Linked DNA regions of Sus scrofa: region 1 is linked to region 2. The links are chromatin contacts, called in public HiChIP or PLAC-seq maps. All regions are on one chromosome and are shown on one strand. Each heading gives the region's core, a stretch centred on a gene start, on an enhancer-like site or on the middle of the called end of the contact. The rest is flanking DNA. Distances are from core to core; before and after follow the strand shown. Region 1 overlaps COLEC12 (collectin-12). Region 2 has its middle 7.3 kb from the start of CLUL1.

The links. HiChIP or PLAC-seq counts read pairs in DNA pulled down with a chosen protein or histone mark.
Region 1: a contact with region 2 is called in an H3K27ac HiChIP or PLAC-seq map of alveolar macrophages. The contact joins two enhancer-like sites. A contact is called at or near these places in 2 of 47 Hi-C or Micro-C datasets (both in embryonic fibroblasts) and 1 of 2 datasets of contacts at active chromatin or transcription factors (alveolar macrophages).

What each region holds. Positions count from the first base shown.
Region 1 is chr6:105,947,619-105,953,486 of Sscrofa11.1, reverse strand. The region is part of intron 2 of COLEC12 (collectin-12); the gene reads right to left. Among named protein-coding and RNA genes, the nearest start is that of THOC1, 89 kb to the left of the region's middle. Within about 2 kb of position 3,981, at least 4 of the 83 cell types and tissues checked have an H3K27ac peak or open chromatin away from gene starts, as enhancers often do. A contact at or near this core is called in alveolar macrophages, where this site is marked.
Region 2 is chr6:105,711,883-105,717,393 of Sscrofa11.1, reverse strand. No RefSeq gene overlaps it. Among named protein-coding and RNA genes, the nearest start is that of CLUL1, 7.3 kb to the right of the region's middle. Within about 2 kb of position 3,698, at least 5 of the 83 cell types and tissues checked have an H3K27ac peak or open chromatin away from gene starts, as enhancers often do. A contact at or near this core is called in alveolar macrophages, where this site is marked.

The DNA.
Region 1 (5,868 bases), core at 2,732-5,231, 240 kb before region 2:
CTCCTCGCTCGGCGGGGAGTTCATCCATCACGTCTCTTACATCTGTCTCTCCTGGCGGCCCCTTCCTCTTGGCTCCCTTCCTGTTCATTTTATCCTATGGGCACAGAGTGAACCGTCAACCACCCTAATGATTCACTTCGGCAGCCGTGACTACTTCATTATCGGCACTAGCAAACAATGTCCTTCTGTGATTAGGCCCTGAATCTTTTAATTAAAAGGACGCATGAAATTTCGGCTCCAGCCTGGGCCATCAGAGCCTGCTGTCTAATATAGCTGGACACTTAGATTGCTCAGGTATTTGGAGGAAAGCCACTAGATATTTGTCTAGTGGGCAAGAGTTTGCTCTTGCTGCGAACGCGAAGAGGAATTGGTAAGGACAGTGGCCAGTTCCCAGGACCTGAGCTGTGCCACGTACCTCCGCCCAGCCACTTATAATCCCTTTCAGAATCCTGTAATTAGGGATTCTGACCCTAATTTTATAGCTCTTTAGCAAAGTGTGAGGGGGGGTCAAAGGAGTTGAGTACCCAAGCCATTGAGTGGCTGATGAACCCAGATGATCACACGTTGCTCCCCCAAGCTTGTTGACCTCCAGGGATGGAAAGCAAAGCAAAGCAAGATGAAGGATGCCTAGCATGATAAACTACAGAAGGCAAACAGGTTAGACTTGTGGAGGTGTCCTGTCAAAATACAGGGGTGCAGAAACATCTTTTCAAATGTTGCCAGATAAGCCTTACTCAGAAATGAGCAGGAAAATTTTAGTCTCCAGGGAGTTAACCATTATAGGCCTGAGGTTTCTACAGGCTGTAATTTCTCTTCCTATTCTGTGGTGACATACTTAGCAGCAAGTTGATTCCCCCCTAAACAAATCCTCATTATCTCTGTGAGAGGTCAGGACTGGCTTAGAGGTTTGGCTGGTAGGTTTCTTAGCCCCTTGGGGGAAATCATCCTCCAGTGGCAGTGAAATTTCTGGAACAGAGTGGCCTGGGACGAGAAGGTAGCTTTATAATTTCAAGGTAAACCACGAGACACAAAAGAGTCTTGAGCTTGAAACTGAAACAAGTTGGTTTTCCCTATTGAGTTTTCTTCTGAAGTTCTAGTTCACTGAACTAGGAGCCTTGAAAGCCAATGGCTCACTCATCCATGGACCCAAATTGCTGCTGGTTCAAGCCTGCAGGAGTTGGGTGAGAGAAGTTAGTGGAAAGGAAGGAGGTGAAAGAAGGATTTATTAGGTGGTAAGAAAAAATTAATTTATCTAGATTTTACTCTCCCATTTTAAAAAACCTGCTTGGTGGAGTTCCCGTTGTGGCTCAGTGGTAATGAACCTGACTAGTATCCATGAGGAGGTGGGTTCGATCCCTGGCCTCGCTCAGTGGGTTAAAGATCCTGGGTTGACCTAAGTTGTGATGTAGGTCACAAATGCGACTCAGATCCTGCATCGCTGTGGCTGGGGTGCAGGCTGGCAGTTGCAGCTCTGATTTGACCCCTAGCCCGGAAACTTCCATAAGCCTCGGGTGGGGACCTAAAAAGACAAACAAACAAATCTGTCCAGAGTACATTGGAAAAAAATGATTCTTTTTACAAATACCAGCTTGACCCCATGATTCAGAAATTTTCTCTCTCAGTAACAGCTCCAGGTGGCTTGAAGTAGAGTCCAAGATGCTCACCACATTGCCTTCTGACCCTGTGGGTTCTCAGAGCAGTGCAGCTCAGAGGACATCAGCCGTCATCTCACCAACATTCATCCTACCAGTAAGGAAACCATGGCACAATGACCTTGACTGCCCTCCCAGGCTGGCCTGGGCTTGAGCACTCAGGATTCCACATTCTCCACCTGAGGTCTTTAGACCCCAAAACACTGCCCACCAGACTTCTTTCTTACTACATCCCACTTATTCAAGAAACAAGGATGGTATGTGCCAAGTGCTAAGTATATTGGGGAATAAGACAGACAACAATCTCTGTCCTTATGGAACTTATACGGGGGGGGGGGGATATTTTAATACTTTGGAGGGTGATAAATGAGATGGAGAAAAATAAAGGAATGCACAAAGAGCCTGTGGGAGAGGAGGTGAGTGGCAATTTAAGCTGGTGGTTGGAGGAGGCTTCAGGCAATGACATTTGAGCCAAAGCTTGAAGGAGTGCAGGTAGGAGTGTGGCGTCGGGGTTGGCTGGTGGGCCATGGCCTGAGTCTTCCCATTTCTCTCCATGTCTTGAGATTCACCCTCCTTCTCCCTGTAACACTCTACCAAATGACTTCTTTTAAAACCTTCCTCACAAATTTCTTCCTGGATGAATCCTTTCCTAATTAGTCTTGCCCCAAGCCCAGCTGGGCCTGAATTGCTTGGGCACCTGTGACATTCACATTGCATACATCTATTAGGCTCATTCATATGTTTTCAAATAATTTAGTTTCTTTTTTCTTTTTTACTTTTTAGGGCCACACCCGTGGCACATGGAAGTTCCCAGGCTAGGGGTCGAATCGAAGCTAGGCTGCTGGCCACAGCCACAGCAACATGGGATCCGAGCTGCATCTGTGACCTACACCACAGCTCATAGCAACGCTGGATCCTTATCCACTTAGGGAGGCCAGGGATTGAACCTGCATCCTCATGGATACTAGTCCGGTTCTTAACCCGCTAAGCCACAACAGGAACTCCTGTTTTTCAAATAATTTAAAAGCCATTGTCATGGCTTCATCCTCATGGCTATTGCCATGGCATGGGGACTTAATTTGTCTGCAGGACTGCTTTTGCATTTCTTAGAACAAACCAGGCCTCTCTTGTACTCTGTACACTCTGTAGGTTCACAAATACAGGCCAGGGTGGAGATCCTGGCCAGTGGAAGATGGGCTCTGTCACTCCAGGGACACTCAATCACACACACTAGCAATAGCGCCAGGTGCAGGGATTTCACAACTTTCTCTCCCACCTCTGTGTCCAGCCTCCTAGGTGACAAGTGACATGCTGATCTCATTGTCCTGCAGGCCAGGGTGTAGACATCCTGGGAGAGGCATTCAGCTCAGGGGCCTGACAGTTAAAACGCAGACACACGGGACATCTTGCAACCAAACAATGAGGAACCCACAGCCTGAAAGGAAGCATATTCTTTTGCCCACAGGAGCAGGGAGTATGGTGGGATTTACTAACTAAAGGAATGCAAACCATGCCTGTAGGACCTTCCCAGCCACAGGGCTATGTTTGGGGGTCCCTCAGCACTCACAAAATGAAATCTGATGGGGCTGAGGTGAGAAAGTAAACCCACAGCCCAACACTTGCCTTGAGGGTCATTGTTTTAAAGTGTCATTTAGAGATGGCTGAACAGAGTGGGCACGTCTCACTTAATGACAGTGTATTTGTTTTTTATCGCTGAGGCAGTGTTGGGACATGTGGAAATAAGGCTTTGTGGCAGGTGCTGACAAAAAATAAAAAGACAATACATGATCTCTTACATATCTACCTGAGTTTTTTTAAACCAACAAAACTAGTGTTTCAATGAAGAAAAAAAATGGGGGGGGGGCCTCAGTGTAAGTGAAAATATCAATCAGCCTGACAGACACTCTTCATTCCTGTGTGAATATGTGTTTTTCACTTTCTTCAAATGAAGACTATAGGTGAGGACACTTAAAGGAAAAGTGAGCCAAGACAGAGAGAGAGATTTTATTGCTGGCATTTTAAAGTAATTTTCTTTTCTGTAATGAAGGTAGCCTTTGTTCTGAACCTTGATGGGAAGTCAGTTGATTTGAAATAACCCAGATGAGGGGGGATATCTGGTAAAAATAAATAAGGAAAATAGAAAGGATCTATTTTACAGCTCACAGGACCCCTCATAAGGGGAGTGTGGCCCCCAGATTCAGTGAAGAGCACCAACTCACCAGCTGAGTAGTCACACTTGCTATTAAAACTGGACACAGGACAGAAAGAGGAAGAGATCTTTTCATGACGCAGACAGTTCTGGCTGTAGAGGTCGACAGAATGATACTGGAAAAATAAAAGTGGAAAACCACTACACCAAAAAGTCAGAAGGCATGCAATCAATTATAATCGAGTGTAAAGTAAGTGGGAAAATACATGCTTATTAAAATTTCCATGCCTTTATAAAGAGTTCATAAATTACAGCATTAAATTTGGAAAATTGTCTGAAACTGAAATAAGTACATGAAAAAAATATACATTTGTATGTACCCACAACACACACTAACACACACACGGTGACTTCCTTCAGACAGTAACTTTTCAGACAGTAGAGATGTTTTTAAAAAAGAATTTCCAAGGCCATATTCATACTCATGCTTTCCCATTGTTTCTCAGGGGTGTGCTGGGGCCAGCTGACACTGACTGGTGACAGCCAACTGTTCATACCTCTTCACACTCCATATTCAGTGACTTTAGTTGGCAGCTTGAAGCTGGTCAGGCTGGGAGTATTTACACCACTGAAATTGGCAGGCACTACAAATCAGGGGTTTGGCTCCTGGAGAACTTGTTGTTACAGTTTGGCAGCATGCCATTCAAACTTGTTATATTTAAACAAGTCAAACAACTGTTCTGTCCATAGAATCACACCATCAGGCTGTTCCTGGTAGAGTCTGCCCTGTTCCTTCCTTCCCCATACAGGTAAGAGAGAGAGTATATGTGTTCCTACTAGTGATCTGTGAACACAAGAAATTCTGAATTTAAAGCTTTCATGGACAGTTCATAAATTGTATATTCAGGATTTCCTGTCTTTGTTCAGCAGAAACGAATCTGACTAGTATCCATGAGGATGCAGATTAGATCCCTGGCTTTGCTCAATGGGTTAAGGATCCAGCATTGCCATGAGCTGTGGTGTAGGTCGCAGATGTGGCTCGGATCTGGCATTGCTATGGCTGTGGTGTAGACCGACAGCTACAGCTCTGATTCAACCCCTAGCCTGGGAACCTCCATATGCTTTGGTATGGCCCTAAAAAGACCAAAAAAAAAAAAAAATTGTATATTCATAATCCCTGCAGGAAGAGATAACCTTACTTTCCCAGAGAAACTGACAATGTTTATTTTAGGGTTCAATTCCCACATGTCTGTTAACTTCATACCACCTACACAGGTTTGACTTAACCCTGACCAGCCACCCTGAAAGTGAATATCTTTCTCACGTGGAGGAAGGGCCTTCAAATGACAACCCTGAGTCTGGAAGATATTCCCTTGGCCTCCTAAAGTCATGCAGGAATTAAGACCCCACCTGCTAGGCAGAAAAAATCCAAGAGTCCAAAGGAGCTCTGTACGTTCACAAATGTCTGCTACAGCAACAAAAGGATCCAGAAACAGAAATGGGAAAACATCAGAAATACGCAAGCTGAGCCGCTCATGGTGGAGGCAGGATGCCTGTTGAACCTGACATCCTACAGCAGCAAAGTGCAAAGTTTGGTCAGGGCCCCATCAGCTCTGGTCCACTATTCAATGGGCATCAGTGGTGGGTGATCTTGATACTAATTCCAATTTCCGCATTCACTGGGGAGGTGGAGAAAACCCTGCGCTAGGTGTGGCCTGGTCATTGTTGGGAGGAACTTGTCTAAAGCCGCTCCTTCTTTCAGCCTATTTAACCAGTTGATAACTCTAATTAGGAACTGTTTGGTCATTTGGGCAATAAAATTCATTTCTTTGAGCATGAAATGCAATTAAGTGATTTTGCCCTAAGAATTTCATATTGTTTGAGATTGTGTATATATGTTCTCCACCACTGATGCCCTATTTTATTTCTAATATGCATCATTTATTGGTTTACATAAACTCCTAGAAACCTGTATGTAGTTTAGAACATAGTGTGAGTCCATTGCTTATTATTCTTTAAAATCTCTTGTGGTAAAAGAGTAGTTCCTCTTGGTTAAGAAGATGTACT
Region 2 (5,511 bases), core at 2,449-4,948:
TGATCATTACTGTACAGCACAGAAAACTATATCCAGTCTCTTTGGATAGGCCATGATGGAAGATAATATAAGAAAGAAAATATATATATATATACACATATGTGTATTCCTGGGTCACTATGCTGTACAGCAGAAATTGCCACAGCACTATAAATCAACTATAATTTTAAAAAATCACTTAAAAAAGGAAAAAATATGATGGACACATTTCAGGATAGTTTATTTTTCTTTTGTTTGTCTTGTTTTTTGGCCTCATCCACAGCATGTGGAAGTTCCCGGGCCAGGGATCAAACTTGAACCACAGCAGTGACCCAAGCCACAGTAGTAAAAATGCTGGATCCTTAACCCACTGAGCCACACGGGAACTCTTGTTTTGTTTTATTATTCTACTTTTTTTTTTCTTTTTAGGGCCACACCCATGGCATATGGAAGTTCCCAGGCTAGAGGTCAAATCAGCACTTCAGCTCCCAGCCTACACCACAGCCACAGCAACACAGGATCCGAGACTTGTCTGTGACCTACACCACAGCTCACGGAAATGCCAGATCCTCAACCTACTGATTGGTGCCAGGGATTGAACCTGTACCTTCATGGATACCAATTGGGTTCATTACCACTGACCCACAACGGGACCTCCCTATTATTCTACTTTTTAATGAATTTATACATAACCTAAAATGTTCCCTAGTTTTTCTGCCTTCTAGGATCACACCTCCCTTTAATATTCAAATAAGGATGATTCAAGTCCTGGCCCTGTGGATTACAGGATGACAGGCCCACTTTGTTGGGTTTGGCACCTCTGGCTGTGAGCCACTGCCCCAGAGGCTTCTTGGTCAGGCTCCTCCCTGACAGGATGCTGCCACCACTGGGCAGGCCCAGCAGTGGAAGAAGGAAAGGAAAGCCCCTTTCCTGGCCCCTGTCCTGTGTGGCTGACTCCTAATATCACACAGCCAGGCTTGACCCAAGAAGGATATAGCACAGAGCAGAACACAGCTCAGGGTACTGTGGACCACCTCCCTCTTAGGCCCCAGAATGCTGCAGAGAGAGAATGCAATGCAGCATTCTCTTTCTTTCTTCATGATATTTCTTCCTGAAGTCCCAGGGCCCATATCTCTACATACTGGCCGGGACCCCTACCCTCATTTCCACTACTCCCCCCTCACCCCACCCCAGGCCAGGAAAAGCCAAAACATTAGTCAACCTCAAAAATAATCCAAAACCAGACATTCTGTTGTGGCTCAGTGGTAAGGAATCTGGCTAGTATCCCTGAGGACTCAGGTTCGATCCCTTGCTCAGTGGGTTAAGGATCCCACATTGCTCCGATTCCACCCCTAGCCTGGCAACTTCCATATGCTGCAGGTATGACCCGAAAAAAAAAAAAAAAAAAAAATCCAAAACCTTTAGCTCCCTCCCCTCAGACTCACCCTGGCCTAACTGAAGACTCTTTTTGTAGATCCAGAAGGCTAGGAAAGTCTCTTCTCAAATAAGAGATTTTATTGAAGATTTAGAGATTAGGAGAAAAAAATTACAATAAAAATTAAAACATCAAACACACATGCCTAAGGTGATTTTAGATATGATTTCTCCCAGAGTATTCTGACCATGAGCTCTCCCGGGCATCTGGCTCCTTTCTCTCCCCGCTTCCTCCCTCCCCCTTCCTCCGCCACTTCCCACCCCCACAACCAGCAAGTTCAGTTTACCTTCAGTTCCCACTACTTTGGAGTGTTAATAAAATATGTGTAATAGTTTTAGTAGGTCCCCTAAAATTTCTTTCACAGTGATGTGCATTCCTCTCCATCTATGGAAGATAATTAGATGGGAGGGAGATGGAGCTTATCAGCTGCACAGGGCAGTATGATGAATTCAATCCCCTACTGAAAATGCACTGGCAAAGATTAGGGAGCCTTCGCCTGGTCCACAGACCGAGAGTGGGGCTGTGCCTGGCATCTGCTTGTAGCCACCTCACCCCCACTTCTCTGCCTAGCTTTGTGCCCCAAGAAGGTTGAACCCAGGCATCACCCGGCCTCATACTCATTGGATCCCTGGGGTCCCCTTCCAGGACCACCTCTCTCACCAGACAGCCCCTCTCCTGCTCACCAAAACCACGGGGGCCCCTCCTTGCATCAGCCTCGGGAGTGGTCACAAATTTCCAGAGTAACTGGTGAGCACCTGTCCTTAGGGTCTCTTCATCTGAGTCCTATAAGATAAAGTCTATTTTATTCCAGGATTCTGACAGACACAAAGGCCAGAACAGGTAATGCACAACTCTGTTAGGTATTATTTGATCTTGGTGATCAGAGAGGTGTTGGGTTTTTTCTTTACTGTTTTTTAATTTATATTAGACTATAGTTGATTTACAATTTGTGCCAATTTCTGCTGTACAGCAAAGTGAACCAGTCATACATATATATGCATTCGCTTTCTTTTTTTCTTTTTTCTTTTTCTTCTTTAGGGCTGAACCCACCGCATGTAGGAGTTCCCAGGCTAGGGGGTTGAATCTGAGCTACAGCTGCCAGGCTACACCATAGCCATAGCAACTCGGGATCCCCAACCCACTGAGCAAGGCCAGGGATCAAACTTGCATCCTCATGGATACTAATTGGATTCGCTTCCACTGCACCACAACAGGAATTCCTGCATCCCCTTTCTTATATTATTTTCCATCATGTTCTATCCCCAGAGACTGAATTTGGGTTTTTTTCTTATTGTGGACACATAATTTTTAAAAAGCATTCACTTTTGGGAGTCCCCATTGTGGCACAATGGAAACAAATCCAACTAGTATCCATGAGGATGTGGGTTCAATCCCTGCCCTCGCTTAGTGCGTCAGAGATTTGGAGTTGCCATGAGCTGTGGTGTAGGTCACAGATGTGGCTCGGATCTGGCATTGCTGTGGCTGTGACGTAGGCCAGCAGTTGTAGCTCCGATTTGACCCCTAGCCTGGAAACCTCCGTATGTCTCGGGTGCAGCTCTAAAAAGCAAAACAATAATTAAATACATAAAAAAATATTCACTTTCACTTACCATAAGGAAATAATCATATTAATTCACAACTTTGATAGATTTACTCTTTCACAGGTCATTGAGATAGGCTACAGTTGTAATCCAATCTAATATTTTTACCCATCCTGTTGCCATGGAGATCAAGAACCAAATTAAAACACATTTGCCAGAGTCATAACAATGTGGCCAGAATTTAAAGAAAGGGTTGATTTTCATTATGTATGATTTCACTTATTCGCTCTGATGGTCTGCTGATTCCTACATGCTTTAGTTTGTCAATAATAATGCTTCTAAAACCATTAACTCACATGAGTCTTGACATTCTGTGAGCCCAGATACAACACATCATCTGGCAGTCTGCTTGGGTTGGCCACTGGACTGAAGGAGGGAGCAAAGTCTGGGCTAATTCCCAAATGTCTAGGTCTGGTGACAGGGAAACCATGGTAAGGCGAGCCTGAGGAGAAAAAGCTGTATTAGGAACTGTTGAGTCTGAAATGCCTGTGGGCCACATGGTCTGAGAAACCTGCCAGCAGAAGGTTGGCTTTGAGTGTCGGAGAGGGTGGGGGAAGGAAGGGCCACATGCCCTAGCCTTTCTCATCGGGGAGATGGTGTCACAGTCCACCCCTAGCTCATCACAACCCCAGCCGTCCCCGCGTGATTCTGCCCTTTCCCTCAACTCATAGTCCAGCCCTGCCTCCCAAGTAAGCCGGAATCAGGCCACTTCTCACTCTGCCCAAGGAGCCGCCCTTGTGTAGCCGTCTGTCCTGGTGATGAAAAACCGCTTCCCTCACTGGCTGCCCTGACTGTGCAATGAACCATCCTTCATGGCAACCACAGTAGTCTCTCTCTCTCTCTCTCTCTCTTTTTTTTTTTTTTTTGCTTTTTACGGCCGCATCTGCGTCACATGGAGGTAGAACTGGAGCCACATCACAGCCACAGCAACTTCAGATCTGAGCCGCCTCTGCGACTTTACACCGAAGCTCACGGCAACGCTTGGATCCCCACTCCCCAACCCACCGATGGAGGCCAGGGATCAAGCCCACAAGCTTATGGTTTCCAGTCAGATTCGAGTCTTTTAAAATCAGGCAGCCAGACCATATCATCGCCCTTTGTACAGTCCTCCGCAATGATCCCGTTACTAGAAACAGTCGTTACTGAGGGCCCCGCCCATCCCTCGATATGCATCGTCTTCCTCTTCACTTGACATCCCACTTCCCCTTCCTCCCGCTGCCTCCACCACGTGGGCCGCTTTTCAGTTCTTCAAATGCACCAGGTTGATTCCTACCCTTGCTCTTGCTCTTGTCTTCCAGGTAGCCCCGGCTTCCTGCACATACGTCCTTCACCCCATGCTCTGGTATCAGTTTAATGCTCTGCCGTTGGCATCCTGAAATTCCTCATTTTTAAATGGCTCAGCCTCCGCTTTCCATCTGGTGCTGGGCCCTGCTCTAGGGGATGATGTTAGCTATAGGTCCCCTTCTCAGAGGGACCTCCTTTGGCCACCTGACCTAAAGTTACCCCCACTTTCCAAATTACTCACAACCCCATACCCGGCTTTATTTTCTTTATAAGCTTTCCTGATCTGATGTGTTCTTGCTTACTTATTTATTGTGTCCACTTCGCTCCCCCTGGGGTGTAACAGGAGCTCCCAGAGAGGAGGGACCATCTGTTTTGTTCCTGGTACCCTCAGTACCTCAGAGTGGGGAACATAAATCTGCCCAACACACATTTGATGATGAAGGAACTGGTCCAAGACTGAAATTCCCAGACGCAAGAAAGGAACCATGCTTTCTTGTGATGGAAATTATAGACTGTGTTCGATATTTCTGTACATCCTGATCAATGATTAAGTTTATGTGGCACTGGTCTGTATAGATAAATTCTGTCTGATTTCATGATAAGGTTAAACTTGGGATACAATTTCTTCATGTTGTCTTCAAAGTTGATTTTTTTCATAAAAGACTTTGAAGTCTGGGTTCAATGCCTACTTTTGCTGCCTGTGTTATATGAGCCTAAAATAATCATTTTAGTTTAGTCTGAATTTTTAAAAGAGGTAGTTGGTCTACTTTCCAATTACATCATGCTTTATGGCTCAGTAGAACATTTTCATTTGTGTTAACTAATTTGACCTGTTCAGCAACTCTAAACAGGAGATAAGGTAATTGTAATATATTGTTTTACAGATTTACTCAAATTTGTTGAAGCTTGATGAGAATAAATGAATAATAATCACAGAAATTTAGAGCTGGGAGTAACAGTTGAGATTATTTCTTCCAATAACTTCTCATCTTTAGATGAGGACCCAGAGAAATCCAGGGCCCAGTGTGTGACAAGGATTTTGATGGAAACTGATTCTTAAATCCATAAACTTTAGACAATACCACTGGCCCTCTCTGTTAGAGAGCTAGCCAACATTTGCCCAAAAAGAGGGAAATTTTTGAGCGTATTAACACTCGGGAGTTCCTGTCATGGCTCAGTGGTAGTGAACCCGACTAGCATCCATGAGGACTG